Regions from separate parts of the Mus musculus genome. Here region 2 is linked to region 1. The links are chromatin contacts, called in public Hi-C maps. All regions are on one chromosome and are shown on one strand. Each heading gives the region's core, a stretch centred on a gene start, on an enhancer-like site or on the middle of the called end of the contact. The rest is flanking DNA. Distances are from core to core; before and after follow the strand shown.

Region 1 (5,558 bases), core at 1,767-4,266:
CAGTGGAGCACACAAATAGACTCTTGGCGGTAGGCGTGGTATTAGCAGCTTTATCTGCTTCTTTGACATTTTGGGACTTCGCTACAAGCCCTAAGTTCCATGGACACTCAGATAAGAAACCAGTATTGTCCTGCCCACTATGCAAAATGAGATGTCCTGCAACTCCCAGCCCAGCCCTCATGGCCTGGTGGAGACTTCCGGTGTGGAGCACACACCTGCTTTCCGGAGGACACCTGTGGTGACTGCTGTCCCCAGCGGGTTGCTCACACAGCAGGTATATGTGCCCAGATCCTCCTCTTTCACCACCAGGATGGTCAGCAGCTGGAAGTTCTTCAGGGTGGAGGAGATGAGGAGGTGGCCGCTGCTCTCCAGGAGGACCCCATCTGTGACAAGACAAAGCCAGCCTTGGCTTTCCCCAGGGCAGCCACAGCATCCTGCTGGGCCTGTGATTGCGGCTTGTCTATACCAGTCCAGCACCCAGACTCCAGGACAGCTCCTTACCTTTGCTCCAGGTAGCCTGGGCAGTTGGCTGGGCCAACACCTGGCAGGCCAGTGTCACTGATTGGCCCAGGACCACAGCCTCGTCTGAGAGTTCTCTTAGGAAGGATGGTGCTGAGTGGGAGTAAAAGAAGAGCCTTGAGGGGAGACTGCCTGCCTTCCAAGCTTAGACCTCTATACCAGAGCCCCATACTGGACTCCGGCAGTTGTGATCCCCGCTTACCTTGGTCCCTGCCCTTCAGGCCTGACAGCCGGAAAGAAGCTAGGCCTGCCTTCTTTCTGGGAGGCCCTTCCCTCTCAGGACCTGTGGAAGAAAGAGGCCCCAGGAGCTCAGGGGGAGAAGCAGGATGGCACCAGCTTCCTCTACCTGGGAAATCTGCCCAGGGGAAGTACTACAACTTCAGAGACTATGTAGGAACTCAAAACCAAGCTTGCTGAAGTCATCCCTAGCCTCCCTTTGCAGCAGGCTGCCAGGACACTGAGGCCTGCAGCAAAGGGCATAGATAGATACCTGAGGGGTGGCTGGGAGGCTGGCCCTGGGGTAAGGAAAGTTAGAGGACATGAAGGCTCTGGAGATGAAGGGGCTCTGAGGTCACTGAGAGCTATGTTGGAGGATCTGGGTTTGGGGTGGCTCCTGGGCCAGAGATCTGGGGTCTGGTGAATTAATCCATGGACCCCCTCTCTCCTCAAAGGTCTGCCCCTGCTCTTAGCTCTAGGTCTCTGTAGCCAGTATGTATCAGAGATGGTCTCAGATACCCAGTAAGGAGGGGTGTCAGGAAACCAGGATTTGAGCCAAGACCTATGGGGTCAGGCTGGAGGTCATATAGGACAGGAAGAGGAGGCCAATGGGGACTTGAGAGGGCACAAGAGAACCTGGTAGCCCCATGGATGCAGAACATGGAGGCAGACATGCCAGATGATGGGGTGGGGGGTTTACCTTCCGGCCTGCCCTTGAGGATCCTGGAGATGTGAGCCATGGAAGCCTTCACCCTCTGGCGCAGCCCAAGCTCCACAGGCTCCTCCCCTGACAGGCACCTCCCAGGGAATTGGAAGAGGCCCCGGGAGGGGGACCACTTGCGCTTCCTGCCCACAGCAGCCTCGCCCAGCAGTGCTTCCAGGTCCCCTGGCTCCTCCGGCTCCTCTGTAATCTCCAGACCAGCACGCAGTCCCAGCTCGCCTGGCCAGGGCCACGCGGCCTCCTCCAGGAAATCTGCCAGCCCTTGCCCAGCTTCGGTTTCTGAGCCAGGTGACTCTGGCTGCTCTATAGGTTTGGGGACCCTTCTGAAGATCATGAACTCAAATGGGAGATATTTGATGTCATATAGATCCGAGAGGTTGAGGTAGGCAGGATCGACCTCAGAAATGTCCAAGGAGATAGTGTCAGCTGCTTCCGCATCACCAGACAGATCCCGGATCTGCACCAGGGAAACCTGCTCAACTTCCTCCCAAGGGGTGAGGCTTGGAGAGGTCCTTAGGGGAACCCCACTGGCCTCAGCAATGGGCCCCAAGCTCTCCAGAGGTTGAGGGCTCTCAGTCGCAGCTTCATCCTGCTCTTCTGAGGACTGGGACACAGCCCAGGCCATCCTGGCCCAGAGAGGACCCTGCCCTAGCATCCCCCCTGCATCCCCGCCAAAGGCAAAAGTACCATAGCCTGCCACCCCTGCATAGCCCCCACGGGACTCCAGAGAGAACTTCCGGGTGGTGGCCTGCTCCTGAGGCCGCTGTGGAGGAGGCGTGAAGTCACATGTGTCCCCAGCTTCAGACAAGCCTTCAGTATCCAAGGATGCATCTACTTGGGAAGCTGACCCTGGAGAACTGGAGGGAACTGGAACTGGCCCTTCAGATAGAGAGCCATCCTGAGGTTCCTTCTCAGAACCCAGAAGGGGGCTTACTTGAGTTGGGAATGGGGCTGCCTGAGGCTGTTCTGAAAAGAGTGGGCCACAGGACGTTGAGAGCTCCTTCTTCAATGACTGTGGAGGTAAGGAGCCAAGCGATTGAGATGATGGAGGGCCACAGCCCTCCTGGGAACCAGAACCCAGCTCAGAGTGACAGGAAGAGGCTGGTTTCCCTCTACAACTGTCCTGGGATGATCCCTCTTGCTTCCCAGGCCTCGAGTCACCACTCATAGGTGGAAAGGGGACAGACTCCTGCAAGAACCCCTCTTTGTGCCCCCTGTCCTTGGCAGTGGTTTCATGAGTCAACCCCGTGGAGGGTGGGAACAGGAGTTGTTCCTTGCATGCCTCAGGAGAGGGGCCAGTCGTGACTGGTGGGTTGTCCAGGGAGTGGCTTCGGCCTGGGACCTCTCTGACACTGGAACTAGGTAGTCGCAGGGCAGTCTCAAAGGAGGGTGTCTTGGTCATCAGAGAGGCCTGCTCTTCCCTAGCCGCCTCTTCCTCCAACAAGCTGTACTCCATGAGGGGCTCACGCAGACCGGGTAAGGCCCTTGCAATGTACCCACCCTTTAGCAGGTGCCGCCTCCGCGCAGGGTGCCTCTTGGCACCCGATGTTTTGTTCCCACGCTCTGCACCCTCGCCAGCTTGCTGGTAGAACAGGCTGCTGATGACGCTGTGCCGGGGCACACAACCTGGGCTTGCCGGAGGCCCAGCACTCTGTGGGGACGCTGGCACGGCCGCATCAGCAGTGGGCATGCTGGCCTCTGTCTCCTCTGGGAGGCTGGCCGAAGGCCGCAGAAAGCCCCGAGGGTGCAGCAGTGGCGAGTGAGTCACAGGAGAAGGTGGCAGCGACTTAGCCCTGGCAAATGGGGCAAGCTCGTTGTCTGAGGAAGATGATGAGCTAGAGGCGCCACTGGCTTCCCCTCGTAGGTGCCGGGCCACTCCTAGAGATGGACTGTCTGGGGGACCCTGAAGCAGCTCAGGGATGGAGCGCATCACCAGGATAGACTTGTAGCTCATCAAGGAACGCTGGAAATGAGGACAGAGGGACATCCATTGGGCATGACTGGTCATGGCAGGAGGTGCGGTGCCCATTGCCTCTTTGCTCCAGAGGGGTTGGTTACCCAGGACACCTGGGGCTTCTGTGCCTGCTGCTTTATTGCTCTGCCCCACCACCTGGTACACTCAAGGGATCCCAGAATCATGGAGCAGGCCAGCCTGGCCCTGTGCTCCTGACCACACAGCTAGATTCAGGTACCCTCCCCTGGCCTCAGCACCTCTTTCCTGAGAAAAGGGGGACTCACCTGCCAGCGACTTCGAGCAAGAAGGAACTTGAGCTGTTTGGTGTTGATGAAGTGGGCCTCCTCAGCAGGCATGGATTTCTGCGGTGGGAGGAAAGTGGCTATGATAACAAGAGATGGACCCTGGCGCCCTAGTCGGGGCCCTTCAAGGATGCAAGCCCAGAAGGATGGAGGCAGCAAACATCGGGGTCTCCTCTCAGACACTCCAGGGTTAGGACACTGCAAATCCTTCTCCCAGATGCCCAGGAAGGCAGAAGGAAGCCCTTGCTGCTAACTGCGTAGCAATACTTTGTCGAGGGCTTCAGAGTCCAATATGAAGGCACTAGGGTCCTCTGAATAGGGGAGCAATGGGCCAGAATAATCAATACTGATGAGAACTCTTGGCCTGAGACAGAGCAGCGAGTTGAGCTCAAGCTGGGCCTACTTACCAGGAACCAGGGGTGGGCAAGGCACTGGGAAGTACTAGGCCTGGCCCTGGAGGAAGAAGGAAACCAGATGGGGGAGTCAAGTGGGTCCTGTGGCAGGGCTGAAGAGCTTCTGCGGGTGAAGGGCAGGGGTGCACTCACCTGGGGGTCCTTTGCAGCGTGGCCTTGATGAAGTCCTTGGCGTCCTCACTCAGATGAGCAGCCGTGGGACTGCTCCAGGAGACCCGCCCCTCCAAAACATTGAGCAAGGTGGCGCGGTCACTCTCTCCAGCAAATGGGGATGAGCAGGTGAGGCTGGAAGCAGAGAAAGTGTGGAAGCTCACTCTCGAAGAAGATTCCCTGACTGGATGTGTGCCACGCTCATCTAGACCTGAGGATTCTGGGAAATGCTTCCGACTGGACCAGAACAATCCAGGATTAGCTTGGAGCAGGGATCCGGGCTTTGTTAGCAGGGCTCAGACTGGGATGAGAGTCTAGGTTCGGACTGAGGTGTGGATTAGGATCTGCCCCATAGCAAAGGTGGAGGCTCAGCTGTAGTGGAGGCTATGAGGTAAGCCTGAGGTGGGGCTCTGGGCTCTGTCTTGGGTAAAAATAAAGGCTCATCCTGAGGGGGTCACTTGCCCTTGTCCTGACATAGAGATTCATGTCCAAAATAGGACAGAGATATAGGCTCAGCTTGTGATATGGACATAGCCTAGCAAGATAACCAAGGTCAGTTTGAGGTGATGCCCAGCAGTAAGCTGGGGCGGGGCCTCAGGTCCAGCATGGGAGGCGATTCAAGGGTAGGAACCAGCATTTGCCAAGGTAGAAATCAGAGTTCAACCTGCAGAGGAGATCCAAACCTGAGCTTTACCACTAGGACCTTCAGGACATCAGTGGTCACTGAGTGTCCCATGGTCAAGCCCCCAGACCTGCAGAGAAGTGGCTAAGCTCTGACCGTGGGGTGTTAGCAAGAAGCGTTAAGCAACACCTATTTTATCAGGGTTGGCCTCCTGCCTAGTATCAAAATAGCTGCCTACTGTGTCTCAGGGGCTGATCTGGGGAGTGGCCAGCAGTGTACTTGGTCTCCACTGAGGGGTGAGCTCGGAAGAGGTGATGGGGCAGGGTCTGCTTACCTGAGGTAGGAGATGACGCCCATGGCCCTGCAAGAATGAAAACACCCCATTTGTGAGTTACACCAGGCCTGTCCCACAGGCAAGGGGTATGCATGGGGGTGGGGTTGGGGGTGGGGGGGCTGGAAGAGGAGGCAGAGGCTCCTCAGCTGCCAGACAGACACACGAAGGACAGGGCGACTCCAGATCAACAGCCCTCTAGGTGGGCCATCCACTCACCAGATGTCTGAGCCCTCGCTCACAGGATTCTGCTCAATGATCTCTGGGGACACGAATTCGGGTGAGCCATACTTGCTGTACTGTGGCTCTGAAGGGGTGATCTTTTGGGCA
Region 2 (5,558 bases), core at 948-3,447, 67 kb after region 1:
TCCATCTCTGTGTGCTTGGAGGTCTTTAAGGACAGTGGTTCAGAGTATCTTCGGGACTTTATGGTCCAGGGTAGCTTCTAAAAATGCAGCAGTCTTGAAAGGCCCAGGCAAGGCATCCATATGCATCACTCTTGGGGGAAACCCAGTTTTGAAAACAGCTGTTTGCCAGGACGCTCCATACCTCAGCCATCAACAGCATGGTTGGGAATAGGGAGTGTGTCTTCCTGTGACCTCTTTCTAACTCTGTAGCCATGGGACAGGCTTCTTGTACACCCTTCTGCCATCCTTTGGCATGTCTGAATGCCTCTCCATTTTGACAGCAGGCCTCTTCATATAGCAGCTGGTTTTCATTCAAGTGTCTCCAGTGTTTGTGTGGGTGATAGGAGTCACCGGCCACAGCCTGGATAAAGAGACAGCCAGGCTTTGCCATACCTTCCTCTCCAGTGCCCTCAGTGGTTGGTTCTTCATGTGACAGCAGAGCCCACCAGGACAAGGGCTTCTTGCACTTGTAGGAGATTCATTCCATCCGTGCTCTCCAGGATGTCCAGAGCTCTCCAACAATGTCTGTGCATCCCATTTGCTTCCCTGTGCTGAGGTGCTCAGGCCTCCCGAGGACTCCTGACAAAGAGCCAACTCAACACCAGGCCACCAGTCACCAGTCACACCAAGATAAGTATTCCAGTTCCCTGGACACACTGTGATGCAGGAGCATATTCCAGTAGGCCACTCTGGGAAGGTCTGTTGCTGACAGTGCCTCCATGAGGATTCCCAAGATCCATTGCAGTCAGGCTACATACAGGGCTCCATATATGATAGCTGCTTCAATCTGTGAGTGCCTCCATCTCTGATCTCCAAAGCCTTTCTCTTCACTCCAGGGAGGGACCTTCCTCTGTTCACACTCCACAGTGTGACCCTACTCCCTGTAATGCCCTCCCCAGGTCTCTAACCATCTATGAAGTACTGTCCACAACTGGGAGGAATACACAGGCACAAAGACCATTAAACTCTGGCCATAGACAAAGTGGGCCACAGACACTACATGTACGCCCCAGGACATGTAGAGTGGTCAGAGGCAGGATCAGCAAACCCTTCTCCAGTGGGAAGATCTAGAACTAACCAGGGGAATCCCAGAGAAGACAGCGTCAGGCTCTCCCCCACAGACTTGTTTTCACATCTCCTCACCACCATAGGACAAGCCCTCACCTCCACCCTGACTCTCACGGGGTGGTGTCCAACCTTCATCTGACTGCTAAGAGTGGACCTTTGACTTTACCTGATACTTCCCTGAATTCTCACCTTCACAGTCAGGCACATGACAAGGCTGTCCTTCCTGTGTCCCTGTTGTGTATGCCATTCCTCCATTTCCTGCCTCCCTTTTTCACACACACACACACACACACACACACACACACACACACACACACACACACACCACTCATTCCAGCCAGGACATTCTTGAGGTTAAGAAACACCCAATTTTCCATTGTTTTCTGGCATCTAAAGTGGGTCCCATACAAGTATGAGAAACATCAGTCAATGGGATAAGATGAGAAATAGAAAAATCAGGAAAAGCAGGTGGAAGATGTTCAGGCACAGAGCCACCCGCACACAGAGACACCTGCACACAGGAACACACATGGTCTTTACCCCTGACGGTCAGCGTGGCTGAGGTCTTTTCCTGTCCACACGTGCACAAGTACTCGCCAGCATCTGCTATGGTCAGGCTGCGGATTTGCAGCTCACACACAGCCCCATCCTGCTTCAGGCTGTATCTGTCCCCATCTCTCAGGGTCTCTGTTCCCTTCCTCCACTCCACGGGGGCAGCCTTGCTCAGTTCACACTGCAGTGTGGTCGTGTCTCCTTCTGTGGCCTCCTTGCTCCTGAGCCTTCTGACAAAGTGGACAAGCAGAGCTAGGAGGGTAAGACAAAGATTGGAGCATCAGATCTGCTACAGAGTGTGGGAAGATAGAATGTGACATAGAACAGGATAGGGAACAAGATAGAATGCAGCAACAGGAGAGAACCCACCAGCACTCAAGAGTGGGAAGCCAGCTGCAGATGCTGGTATTTTCTGGTTCATATATATATAATGACTCAAGAAGTAAGGTGGGATGCACAGTAGGTACACAGGCATGGGGGGAGGGAAGCCATGCACGCTCTTTACCCTTGACAGTCAGCGTGGCTGAAGTCTTCTCCTGCCCACACACACACGAGTACTCCCCTGCATCTGCCACCAGCAGACTACAGATCTGCAGCTCACACACAGCTCCATCCTGCTTCAGACTGTATTTGTCCCCATTTCTCAGGGTCTCTGTTCCCTTCTTCCACTCCACGGGGGCCTCTTTGGTCAGCTCACACCGAAGTGTGACCGTGGTCCCTTCTGTGGCCTCCTTGTTTCTCAGTTTCCCTACGAACTGGGCAGAAGAGGCTGCAACAGACACGAATACAGAGAACATCATGATTCTCCTGCGCTGGGCTGAGGTTCCCAGCGGGCCCCGAGCGCAGTATACACAGACACAACTTACTTTTCACTGTGAGTGTGGCTGAAGTTGTCTGGTCCCCAAAGGAGCATGAGTATTGCCCACTGTCCTGGGGCTGCAGGTCTCGGATGACCAATTCCAGCACAGCACCCTCTTGGCGCAGGCTATACTTGTTGCTGGATTTCAGGACATCATCTCCATGACGCCACTCCACAGGTGCAGCCACGGATGACAGCACACAGCGCAGTGTGGCGGCCTTGCCCTCTGGTACCTCCACGTCCTTCAGGGACTCCCTGAACCGCACTGGCAGAGCTATGAACAGACAGAGTCAGTTCAGTCTCCTGGAGGAGGGTCCCACCGGGGCTCCAGAAACAGCTACAGGCTGTGGGACAACTCAAATACTGAGTGTCAGTGGCAAGGACCCAATGACCTCTGGGAAAGACAGGTCTGATGGTATGTAAACAGAAAAGGTGGGCATTGACCAGATGAACATAAAGTATTCCAGTGGGAACTGTGTCCCCCAAAAGTCCAGACATTGAAGTCTTAACTTGGGGTCTCAGAATGTGATTATTTGGCATTGTAGACTTGAAGGAGATAAAGTAGAATATGGTTGTTGGAATGAGCCCTTGCTTCACTGCTTTGTCATCCTTAACTAGGATACCAGCAGAGAGGAACACCATCTGGAGTCACAGAGAAGATGGCATCTGGAAGCCAAGAAGACAGAATCCACCCTCCCTCCCCCACCAGAGGCCACCCAATCAAGGAACTTAATCTCCTACTTTCATTCTACACAACAATGGGGACAACAGACTCCCATTGTGCAAGCCTCCTGTCTGTGCTGTTAGCTTAGGGCGGTCCAGACAGAGGCAAGCCACAGGCAGACAGAGGGGCTCCAGAGGGGTCCACCAAAGCCAATGCAGGAATGGGCCACAAGCAAGAATCAGGAGATCAAGAGAGGGTGGAAGACTACTGAGGCAGTAGAGACTCTGAGTCACAAGGAAGCCAAGTGCCCTACACAGCAGAGGGAGATGGAAGAAAGGAACCAGAAGCTGCTCTGGGGTCCCCTTGCCTCCTGCTGCATGTAGACACATGTTTATTCTTGCCCCAACCACAGCCATCTGGCACTCACCATGGACCCTGACAATGGAGCTGCTGGAGGCTCCACCAATCTCACATTTGTACCGCCCACCATCTTGTGGGGTGGTGGCAGTGATGAGCAGCTGGGCCTGACAGCCTTCATGGCTCAGCTGGCATCGTGCAGACGGCCTCAGTGTCTTCCCATCTTTGGTCCAGCGCACAGAGCTATCCACAGTGGTGGTTTCACAGACCAGAGTCAGGTCCTCGCCTTCTGTGACTGTGACGTCTGTGAGTGGCCGAGAGAAGATGCTCGGCTTCTCTGGAGGATAGAGAAAAGCCAAAGGTAATCGGGACGGTAGTACCTCTATGAGAGGACTAACACAATGGGCCATGCAAGGCCTTGATCAATATCAGCGTCTGCCCTCCAGCTGGAGCCAGACAGAAATGCTGAGGGCACAAGGCAGGCTCTGTGCAGTTTCCACTCTGAACACAATAACATCCCCCACAATTTCTGAATTCAGAAATTAATTCTGAAAGAACCCAGCTCAGTCTTCGGAATCAACTCCCTGAGGTATCCACTGGCTACATCCCAGGGATGAGAGACCCTCTCGCCATTGACAGCTAATCTTGCCTTCCTGTGAGCCCCAGGACCACACTGTGCACTAGACAGAGCTCACAAAGGAGCTGTCACCTGCCCCTCTTCAAGGATCCTCTAGGCCATGTAGTGTCCCCATCATGGTTGGCCCTTAGACACAAAACCCACCAGTCACCCGCAGGGCAGCTGAGGTTCGCTGGTCACCCGCCTCAAAGTAGACAGTGCCTGAGTCCTTGAGTGCCAGCTGCCGCAGGGTGAGCACGTGATAGCCTCCAGGCTGGACAGTGATCTCATTCAGCTCATTGCTGTGCAAGGGGGTCTTATCCAGGAACCAGTGCACGGGGCCGTAGTCAGCAGGAGCGATGCGGCAGCAAAACTTAGCAGAGGAGCCCTCCTGGACAGCAGTGTCCTCTAGGTCCTCAATAACGCGCACTTTCTGGCCTGCTAGGCAAATGAACAAGTCAGAGCTCTTGCAGCCTAGAGCCAGGCTCAGAGAAATGATTTCGCCCAAGACCCTTAGTGGGGCCGTAAGCAAGTAGTCTATGTTACTTCTAGTCAGTGAAACTTGAAAGCAGATCTGAGGTGTGTAGTCCATTGTAGTCAGCCTCTGAGCCTCAGACCTATATCCCTCTCTGAAGTCCGTTTGCCACACTGGTGGAAGGCCCCAGCCTGCTGAAGCTCATGCATTCTCCTGCCCTTTGTGCTAAGCTGGGCTCGATAACAGATAGGCTGCCTGCTCCCAAAACAGCTTATACTAGCAGCTGTCACCTACCCCTCTTCAAGGATCCTCTAGGCCATGTAGTGTCCCCATCAACATAGTACAGTATAATCCATACTGCAGTCTACCTCACATTGACAGATCATAGATGGATGCACAGAGGCCACCGGTACCATACTGTGCTGCAAAGACTCAGCTGACTCTAGCCTTCATATTCCTGATCCATCTGGCCCCTTCTGTTCTCCTCTCTGGTTCTGTGAGATGAACTTTTAAGCATCCACAAATATGAAGAATTCATGGCATCTGCCATCTGTGTGCCTGGCTTAGCTCACTTGCTTTTCAAAGACCCAAGGGAAAGCTTAAAGCCTCACCACATACAGAAATGACTGTTCACGTATGGAAATGCCTGGTCCCCTGACTGGATCACTGCATGCTGCCTATACATATACAGTTATCATACTGTATCAAAGATAGATCCAAATATTATATATTAATTGAATAGATTAAATGCAGAGATAAATTTTAATTGAGGGCTGGAGGGGTGGCTTGGTGCTAAAAGCATGTACTGCTCTTCCAGAAGACCCAAGTTCAATTCCTAGCACCTACATCAGATGGCTCACAACCACCTGCAACTCTAGCTACCGAGTATACAAGGCCTCTAGCCCTCTCAGTACCAGGTACCAACATT

What was found. Hi-C and Micro-C count contacts between places; a contact is called where the count stands out from the background.
Region 2: a Hi-C map of cerebral cortex shows a contact between it and region 1, with 1.7 times the contacts expected there. The contact joins two enhancer-like sites. A contact is called at or near these places in 1 of 39 promoter capture datasets (hippocampal neurons), 9 of 484 Hi-C or Micro-C datasets (the G1E-ER4 cell line, the N1E-115 cell line, cerebral cortex and 4 more), 1 of 115 datasets of contacts at active chromatin or transcription factors (embryonic stem cells) and 3 of 9 other capture datasets (adipose tissue, liver and pancreatic islet).

Annotation. Positions count from the first base shown.
Region 1 is chr11:58,997,760-59,003,317 of GRCm38.p6, forward strand. Obscn (obscurin, cytoskeletal calmodulin and titin-interacting RhoGEF) reads right to left here. Exons shown (of 104, transcript NM_001171512.2): 88 at 5,448-5,558; 89 at 5,232-5,258; 90 at 4,258-4,410; 91 at 4,120-4,165; 92 at 3,695-3,772; 93 at 1,436-3,419; 94 at 722-802; 95 at 502-594; 96 at 216-383. Among named protein-coding and RNA genes, the nearest start is that of Gm51863, 8.0 kb to the left of the region's middle. Within about 2 kb of position 3,017, at least 16 of the 459 cell types and tissues checked have an H3K27ac peak or open chromatin away from gene starts, as enhancers often do. A contact at or near this core is called in cerebral cortex, where this site is marked.
Region 2 is chr11:59,065,419-59,070,976 of GRCm38.p6, forward strand. It overlaps Obscn (obscurin, cytoskeletal calmodulin and titin-interacting RhoGEF), which reads right to left. Exons shown (of 104, transcript NM_001171512.2): 35 at 4,321-4,593; 36 at 3,610-3,876; 37 at 2,526-2,792; 38 at 2,165-2,428; 39 at 1,648-1,911. Among named protein-coding and RNA genes, the nearest start is that of Obscn, 68 kb to the right of the region's middle. Within about 2 kb of position 2,198, at least 17 of the 459 cell types and tissues checked have an H3K27ac peak or open chromatin away from gene starts, as enhancers often do. A contact at or near this core is called in cerebral cortex, where this site is marked.